2 separate regions of the Oryzias latipes genome follow, and region 2 is linked to region 1. A link is a contact called in public Hi-C data. All regions are on one chromosome and are shown on one strand. The core of a region is the stretch at or near the end of the contact, and the rest is flanking DNA. Distances in the headings are between cores, read along the strand shown. Region 1 has its middle 18 kb from the start of LOC111946664. Region 2 has its middle 18 kb from the start of LOC101170797.

Region 1 (4,651 bases), core at 1,357-3,856:
TCGCTGCAACACGGAAAGTTTATCAGGTCAGAATCCTCCTGTTTCTGTAAAAGCGCTCCGGTCCCGAGTTTTTTTCCATCCTTGCAGAATTGCCCCTTCTGTACCAAGCTCTTTTAAAAGCTCAGCCTCCACCTTCTTGGTGATGAACTGCATTCTCATCAGCGTAACGACGCAGGAGGAAAAGCCACGCCATCTTTTAATTGGCTGGGATTAAGTTTGAATTGAGTAGACTTTTTGCTTGAATGAGATCTGGGCACGCAGCCAATTAAATAGAAAATGGAGTTCTCTCCCTTCCACTGGTCACGGTACTCTCTCATCATTGGAGGAAAGTGCATCTGAGCCATTTCAGATTTAATTTTAATAATGAGAATGTCTTCATTTTGCCTCCCAGCCTCCTTAAACTGTGGGTTTGCAGTACAGCCCCCCTCCTTTCCTCCCCGCTTTCCCTTAAAGATAAAAACGCCTCACAGATCATTTGATTGCACTTCGAGGAGAATCAGCTGTCAATGGCAGGAGGTAGGATGTGAGCGTGCCTCATTTCTTTGTTGTGATGCATGTTTTAGGACCATTTTCAATTAATGTCTACTTGGTAAATCCAGATTTGACTGCGGCACACATGTGTTTGACAAAGGGTGCACCAATGTCCCTGTTTCATCTTTTCAAGTGCTGCCATTGTTCGGACACAAACAAGACGGCAGAACGTTTCCTGCTCTGCCAAAATGAACTGTCTGGCCTGGGAGCCAGCTAAAGCCAGGGGTTAGAGCTCCATTTTCTTCCCTTCTTGCTGCATCACCATGACAACGGATATAGAAATCACACTGTCTGCTGGGAAGAAAGCCGGGGTGACACCACACAGTGGCACATTGGTGGCACATGAGGGTTTATTTAGGCGAGTCAGGCAAGGATGAAAAAAATCAGAATGCCCAGACAGACAAAAACTCTGCAATAACCTCATGCAGGGAATTTAAAAAACAATAGAATCTAATAGGATTCTAGAATATTTTTGACCAGCGTCCAGTGTTCAGTAACTTGTTTCAGGTCATCAACAAGACATGAGAGGCCTCTGCTGGCTGCTGAGGTCCTCACACATCTGTCACATCAGCAGCAAAACAAACCGCCCTGCAAGCGGGAATATGACATAAGAGGCGTTTAAAGGGAGCAGCTACTGTAAAAAGCAGAACAGCAGCGTTTGGGATCCAGGCGCAGCTGCGTGCAACGCATCTGATTGTCAGCGGGGTTATTAAAATTCAACGCACACATTGTTTGATGGATTTAATCTGCGAACTAAAAAGTCTTCTTCCTTTCTGTGTTTAAAAGCATGACTCTAAATCCGTTCAATAAAACAGTCAAAGGCTTCACACTGTTCACCGAACAATAAAAATCAATACCATTAAACACTTCTTTAAGAAAACCTAAGTGTTTCCCCAGAGTCCTTGTCAGTTTCTATCATTTCTTTTTGTAGTTTTGTCAATAAAACATTTGGAGGGATCTTAAATTCTTCATTACATCTCTGAAGCAGACGTTTTTTTTTTTTCTTCTTTCCCATCTCAAACATCTTAAAGATCCAGATAAACTAAACTGGAAGACTGTGCCTTTCATGCAGCAGTAAGTTGTTTCTTCCACTCTGTTCGGAGAATTCCGAACAGTCACTTCCTGAATGCATTCCAATTCCTTCACAGGCATATAAGCAATTTTTACAGTAGTTAAGCAGAGGTGGACCTGCTTCACATAATCTCTCATAGACCATCTCCACTGTTAGCCCGGTGACAAATCACGTTAAATCCCAGGCATGAGCTCAAGTACAATGTGGAGTTGGGTTTTTTGGATAAACACTTGAGAAAGCACTCTCAAACACCTCAGAGATCAAAGAAATTGGTCTTTTTTTCCAATTTCTGTTCATTTTATTTTCTACTGACCTTTAATTTCTTGCTCTAAAAGCATCCCTTTCATGCAAGACTCTAATCTCAAAACAAGAAATTCGAAGCGTGCTGTGATGCCAGAGCGTTAACCAAATCTGTTTATTTACCCCTTTTATTTAACCTAACCATTAGCTTCTATGCCTAACTTGACACTAACTCGACTCCATGAAGCAGCTTTAATTATTTAACCCCAAGCTGACCATGACGAAGCAGCCTTTTCAAAGTAACCAACAGGCTCACTTCCACTGCAAATGACAATTTTGTGGAGAAAATCGCTTTGGCGATGACACAAAAACAACGCAAATAAAAAGCTTGTATTGAATTAATCAAATTTAAAAGATCAGATATGACATACGTTTCATTTTAAAGTCAAAGTTACGATATTTTATTAAAAATGATTGAATAAACAGATAAAAGTGCACCAATCTGAACCAAAACTAAATAGATAAATAAATCGAGATTATAATGCCGGGAAAAATAATATGTTTAAAGGAAAACAAAGGGTAACCTTTAAGGGTATGAAGAACACACTCTGACCCCAAAAACTTGTTTTTTTCACTGCTGAGATTTACTTTTGACATTTCTCAGTCCTGAGGCCCCAGAACGCTGCGGCATGCCTCATCACCCGTACTCCCCATCACCTCCCACCCTCCTTTCACCCCATCCCGTCTAAGCTTCATCAAAGCAAAAGGAGCTCAAGGATTGCTAATGCCTCAGATGGCAGCGCTAGCCCTAACAACCCTGAGGTTGAGGAATTCTCTTTGCAGCAGGCTAAGGTCATTTTTTTCCTCCATTCTGTCTCCTGCTTTCTCCCTCACTTTCCCTCAAAATGCTTTTCTCTAATAATCAGAGCTTACAGCTCAAACTGGTCTTCAACTTCCTCCCCAATCCGTGCTAAGCCTGTCATTTCTGGCTATTATTTACTTTAATGGGCTTTGGCTGATCCCTGGCGACGCTTTGGATCTGAGAATAATGCAACGGAGGGTAGCGGGCCCAGGCGCAAGCGCAGGGCTGCCTGTAGATTAGCCATGGCAGATGGGCTTTACAGGGGCTTCCTGTGAGCAGGAGTGCTGATTGAGAGGGCATAATGAGTGAGGTGGTGTCCTCACAATGGACCCAGCCACCTCGCTGCACCTCTTGCGTCCAAACAACCCCCCATTCTCTGAACACCCACCCTCCCTGCACCACCTCCATCTCCCCCCCACCACCCTGCTCCTCTCATGCACCGCTCAGTGTGGAAGTCGGAGGACAGAAACAAGCACAAAGGCAACTGTAAATAACCATGAATGTTAATCCAGCATTAATTGGTTCCCTCTTAAACTGGGTGTGCACTTTTGCAGGCTGAGCTCCTCAGTGGGTCATTAAGGCATAAACCCTTCATATTGTTTACTTAACGAGGTTCTCTTTTTTTAAAGAGACGCTAACGGGAAATTGACCAGGGCTGTTGTGTTACAATCACCTCCATTGATCATGTTTAGTCTTAAAGACCCACTCCAATGGAAATCATATTTTTAACATGTTTTTGTTGAATCTTCCTCATGATGGAAGACACATATAAAGAAAATTAATCTTAAAATTGCTTTATTCAGAATAAGAGGAAAAAAATGCAGCTTGAAATAGCTTGTAGGAGTGACGTAGGTGCTCCAACAGCAGGCCACAAGCTCCACTCCATTCCGATGCATCCACTTGTAGACACATATATCCGTGCACATCAATGTTTTCCTTGTCTGAGCTGGCATCTGGCTCAAAACTTATCGGCTGGATAGCTCCAAAATTGCTTACCATTTTTGTTGCAGCGGAACTGTTAGAATGTAAATAGATGAATGATGGGAAGTCAGGGAAGGCTTACTTCATGCCAACAGCTCCCCCTACAACTCAGGAGTGAATTTCTAATGAACCCCTGCCACTCTGCAAAAACTATAGGTCCTCGAAAACAACAAAATATATATATATATATATATATATATATATATATATATATATATATTTTTGCCTAAAAACTGCATAACCATTTTCAAAAGATCACTGGGAACACTTTTAAAACCAACCAAAAGATGATTAGAGTGGGGACTTTAAAACACACAAATATTATCCCATCCTTCTTAATAATGCTGTTACTTTGAACCAGTTTAAATAAAACAGCAGCACTGTCACAGTTGCCACAGCTCTCAAGTGCACTCTCACCTGTGGGTAGTAGCACACTGCAGTGTTGACACTGGGCCCTGGGCCACGCTGGGGCAAACACTCTGCAAATGAAGTGTGGAAAGCCCTGCAGTGGTCCCGGGGTCAAGTTTGTATACAAGAGGCAAAATTTTGTTGCGTCCAACTCCCTCTGTCTGCAGTTGGTGAAGTTTTCACACAAGAACTGCTACACAATCCACAGACTCCAATTATCCCTTTCCTCTGAGCGCCTTAAGCAAGTTTTTCTAAACTCCTTTCACTTCGCTCTTGTCAAGCAATGAAAGAAAAACTAACCACCATGTCAGGAGAACTCAGCTGCCTAGCAACAGTGCTGCAGTTTATTTCTGATTTGCTTCAAAGTTTTTGAATAATGGGAATTGACAATGTTGAGCCAGTCACAAGTGTTGTTTGTCACCTCTGAAATGCAAACAAAAATGCATTGTTTTTCCGAAGCATTGAGCATGATTGATGTTGAAAAACCACAATGGTATCGTTCATTTCTCCCTTGTGTTTTTGCCAGGATTGATGTCATATCTTTTCACGGCGAGTTA
Region 2 (4,651 bases), core at 891-3,390, 140 kb before region 1:
CTGTGTCTCCAGCGAGATATATGTCTTTTTGAATCCGGGCCTGCGTGAGTGGCAGCATTACTCTCTTCTCTTTTCTCATATATCTTGACTAAAACTGTAAGTCTGCAGGTGAAAAAGGGAGGTTTTAGACGTTGATTCCTTTTGAAAATGATCCCTCAATAGTAAGTTTGGCATCAGCAGTGTCATGCATATCATTTAACGATTTAAATCACACCGCATTAATTTCTGCTTTTAAATCTATTCTAGCTTTTAAATATTAGGAGTAATGGCTTTGATTTATTTTAAACAGAATCCGCTTTAACATTGAACCATATTTTTGTAAGATACAATTTCAAAAACACAGAGAAGTGATTGGTAAATTATACGTTGGTCTCATCATTCTCACCCTTGATAAACTCGCAATTAAATGAAGGAAATGAAGATGATTAAAAAAAATAAAAAGACAAAAAATGAAAAAGAGCAGCATGTGTTAAAATGTTAATTATTCAAATGAGGCCAAATGTACCTGCCGGATGTTAATGTCATCACAATGGTAATTATTATGGTGAAAAGCTACTGACACTGTGATTTAGTGTGTTTTTTTAGTTAAAGTAATTAGGTGATGTGATGAAGAGTTAAAAAGAAAAAATAAATAAGTTACATGGAGTTTTCCGGATGAGATTTTTTGTTTTGATAGATTCTGCAGCACTGTTTTACTTTAATAAAAAATACTGAAATTTGTCCATAAATTTATTTTTATTTAAATGGTTTATATGTGGGGAAAAATAGATCCTGTTGGACCAAAAGAAAAACAAATGCTGACTAATGTTTAAGACTAAATAAAAACCCACCTTGTGTATACCTGTATAGCTCCACCGGATTAAACTCTTTATTTATTTATTATTTTACTTTTTTTATTCTCAGTCTGAACTCCCTTTTCAACCTGACATGGCTGCCAACGCAGGAAAGCCTTCCCTGACGTCACGGACCAGCTTTAATCGCCGGGTCTTGTTTAGCGCAGGGACAGTTAATTGATTGTCAAATCATGTCATACTGTAGCGGGTAACAGAGATGACTCCGGGGCAAATATGTTCCTCTCGCACAGGGTGCCCTCCTGCCCAGTGAGCTCAGCGGAGTCAGTCGCTGCACAGTGGCAGTGCTGAAAATGTCACCCCAAGATGACAGCCGTATTCCATTACAGCCATCGCTCAATATCTTCACGCAGGGCAAATTACAGCGTTTCAGTCGAGCATAAAGCAACAAAAGAAAAGCCATATGGATATACAATCAAGCAGAATTATTTTTCGAGGATTCTATCCCACGCAAATTGGGCTTTATCACTGGATTTGATACTAAATCACGGCTGCAAAATTGCATTTACGCTTTTCTGAGAAAAGGGGAAAAAGTTCAAACATTTAGAAGAAACACTTTGAAATAGATGTGTTTTGTGTTGAGGCTTACATGCTGGGATATATTGAATGACCAATTACGCCACTGTAAACCGCTTTGCCATCGAGAGCTGAAGCTAGTGACAAAATCTATCCAATTCCAGTGGTTGAAAGTACCCAGAATGTATTGGACTTCTATGGGGATGGGAATGGAGCTGCTGGGCATCCAGCAAATTTCAGCTCCATCTTGTTTCTTGCAGGAAGGCTCTGGCGTGGGCCTGTGGTTGCCAAGCGCCTCCTGAGGTGACTCTATCAGAGCCAGTCAAGCCTGAAATCAATCACTCACACCCATCAAAGGCTGCCCTGCACCGCCATTGTGACTAAGCCATCTGGGCCTCAGCACACTGTCTACATTTATCTTTATGAACTATATGCAGCTTTTGTGCTTGGTTTCTCACCATATTTGTGCATTTTTGCATGCTTGCGTAAAAATAAAACGAGAACAGGTCTCTTTGGCATGTAACCATAACCAGCTGTGAGTGAATCAAGAAGGAGCAGGGGATGACCTTAGCATCCATCATGGAAGCTAACTGAGTTCAGCCACACCTTCCACACCTATGCTTGGAGACATCTGATTCGGCTTGTTTTCCAGTCTGGAGGTTTCAGCCTGTTGGCCTCGACGCGGCCAGTCCTCTGCTCCTCACTCCTTCTCCTCAGTGCTGTACGTGTCAAGTGTGAGCACGGCAGCAGCCATAGGAGGGCAGTAGAGCACCAGCACATCCTTCTCCGGTAAAATGGACCCTGCAGCCTCGGAAGGTGCCCAAGTGTGAAGCACTACTTAGAGGGATGTTGGGAGTGCAGTGACAGGCTTGGGAAAATGTGGACAGGTCAGACTAAAACTCCATGGACTCTGAGCGGTATGTGTGCTCAGTGTCATGCGAAGAGACGGGAGTGAAGGGGCCGGGGGGGGGGGATAATCACAAGAAGAAAGGAAACAATCAATGCTGCAAAAAGATGGCAAAAATGACCAAGTATGAGTCAGATTCAACCTATCTAACAAGCAATCTTTTTTTGTAAATGTCTTTGTTGGTGCTTTTTTAGCACATTCAGTCACACAGTAAAACTTGATTTAAAGTAAGCATTTGACCCAAAAAATTTCATAACTTTATTTTAAAATAATTTTGAGCAAAATTGGTCTTGCATTTCTGTGGGCAGACTGTACATCAGCTGTTAAAGAATTGACTTGATATGCTGGCAGCTTCAATTTTATTATGTACTTCTATTATGGAAGCTATTTTCTTTTTCAATGTCTTTTTTTTTTTTACCAAAAAGTATCAGAAGTGTATGGTGCCAGGGAAGTCTAGTTTTTATTTTTCATTCAAACCACATTCAACTAGTTTAACACATTCATTTGCACATTCATAATTTACTAGGTAAAGAATAAAATAATCTTAAACTGTTCAAAATGAATTTACAAGAAAATGTACATGAACATGAAATGATAAATTTGATTCTCAAACTTTAGTATTTCCTATTTCCTATGATTTTAAAAAACTCGTTATTGTGTTTCATATTTGTTCAAATATGTACAATCAAGAGCAAGGAACACACTTTTAGTAAAACTTCATCATTTTATTCTATTTGTTAGAGAAATACAGTGTGTATATCCACCCACACAAACACACACAAGCAAACCTTTTTCATTTTAAATATAAACTGGGAACTTTCATCTGTGGGAAAAAAAAAAACAAAAACACACATTTTTTTATTTGTTGCATTAGCTTCCATGTTCTCTCATTCCGCCCAGACAGAGGATTGGGATGGCCCAGTCCCGAGTGCAATATCCCAGACCTCGCTCTGCTCTTTTATGTAAACACAAACTCCTCGCTGTGAAGGGGTCCCATAGTTAAGAATTCCACTTAGAGAGCGCTCTGAACTCTGCTGCGATACAGCAAGACTCATGTTCTCGCTCAGTTCTTTTAAAGCTACTTCATGTAGCTCTAAATGTTCAATACCCAGCTGACTGAGCACAAGAACGTCAAAAATTTCTGGTTGAGTCACAAACTTTTTGACCTTATTTATTTATAAATAATTCACACTTATATTTTATCTTGATATTATGAAACCCCATATGGTCATTGCAAATAAATAAATAAATAAATTCAAAGTATTTTATTATTTTCTAAAGTTAAAATCCCTATTATTTTATTTGATTTTTGTACACGATGGCTGAAAGAAGTGATAAATGATCATCTTTCTAGTTTTAGAGTAACCATTGTTTATTAATTTATGTACACTATTTATTTAATAAATGAAGCATGCTTACTTGAATTTACCGTAGATACAATGTGCACTACAAATTAAATATATTATCAAAGATATTATTTTTTTTTAAATTAGTTTTTGAGTTGCAGCTTTTATGACAAATCTCTCAAGTCTTTTAAAGTTCAGTTGAACTTTTTTCTCTTTTCCAACAATTGTTGTTCAGAACTGATGTGATATCCAGCAGGATCCAGAACTTTGGTTGATGACAACAGCAAATTTCCAAACCTGATAACCGCGTTTATCAGTGCCAGAGGGCAAGAAATAACCTTTTAGTTCCCTCCTGCTAATTGTTTGATTTCCTGTTGTCGCCTGAGAGCTCCGTGTGCTGTAGAGGAATAGGGAAGGCCCAGGTTGGCACAGGAGCCGGCGTTCACTTCATTTGTCTCAAACACTGTGGATAGCTCCAGGCTAGCCTTTCTCTCTGGAGCATTGTAGAAATACCAAACAGTGACATCTGACGTTGTCTGTCTGCAGTCCCTTTTTTATCATACCCCTCCGCTCCCCCCTCCATGCCATCTCAAGCTGTTCCTGACACCCAGGCGGTGCCTGTCGCTGTTTGTTTCTCAACAGTACCTGCACTGATAAGGTGAGAAAACATAACAAGATTGTTTTTTCATTTAATGCAAAATCGTTTCTTTGATGGTTTTATAGATGTGGGTTTAAAAAGAAGGGCCCCCTCTGCTCCATGTCCTCCTTTCAGTGTCTGCTGTTTTGTGGCTCTCTCGTTGGCTTGCAAAACATCTCATCCCATACTGATCCCAGCTCCAACTTCAGCAGGTGGTGGACTTTAAAACTTCTTGTTTGTAAGCCGCCATGGCAGAGATGACACATTTACGTTTAGAAGCGCAGGCCAAGCAGCCTGTGTGCATGCAGGCGGGGAGGATTCCCCACTCGTGGCGTGAATTGTGGGGTTCCTTCAGAGAGGCCATAACATCAGATAGGGTGCCACACTCACCTAC

The links. A called contact is a pair of places that touch in the nucleus more often than the background predicts.
Region 2: a Hi-C map of embryo shows a contact between it and region 1, with 2.5 times the contacts expected there. The contact joins two enhancer-like sites. A contact is called at or near these places in 3 of 5 Hi-C or Micro-C datasets (embryo and gastrula embryo).

Annotation. Positions count from the first base shown.
Region 1 is chr20:18,492,681-18,497,331 of ASM223467v1, reverse strand. No RefSeq gene overlaps it. Among protein-coding and RNA genes, the nearest start is that of LOC111946664, 18 kb to the right of the region's middle. Within about 2 kb of position 2,606, at least 1 of the 8 cell types and tissues checked has an H3K27ac peak or open chromatin away from gene starts, as enhancers often do. A contact at or near this core is called in embryo, where this site is marked.
Region 2 is chr20:18,636,375-18,641,025 of ASM223467v1, reverse strand. No RefSeq gene overlaps it. Among protein-coding and RNA genes, the nearest start is that of LOC101170797, 18 kb to the left of the region's middle. Within about 2 kb of position 2,140, at least 1 of the 8 cell types and tissues checked has an H3K27ac peak or open chromatin away from gene starts, as enhancers often do. A contact at or near this core is called in embryo, where this site is marked.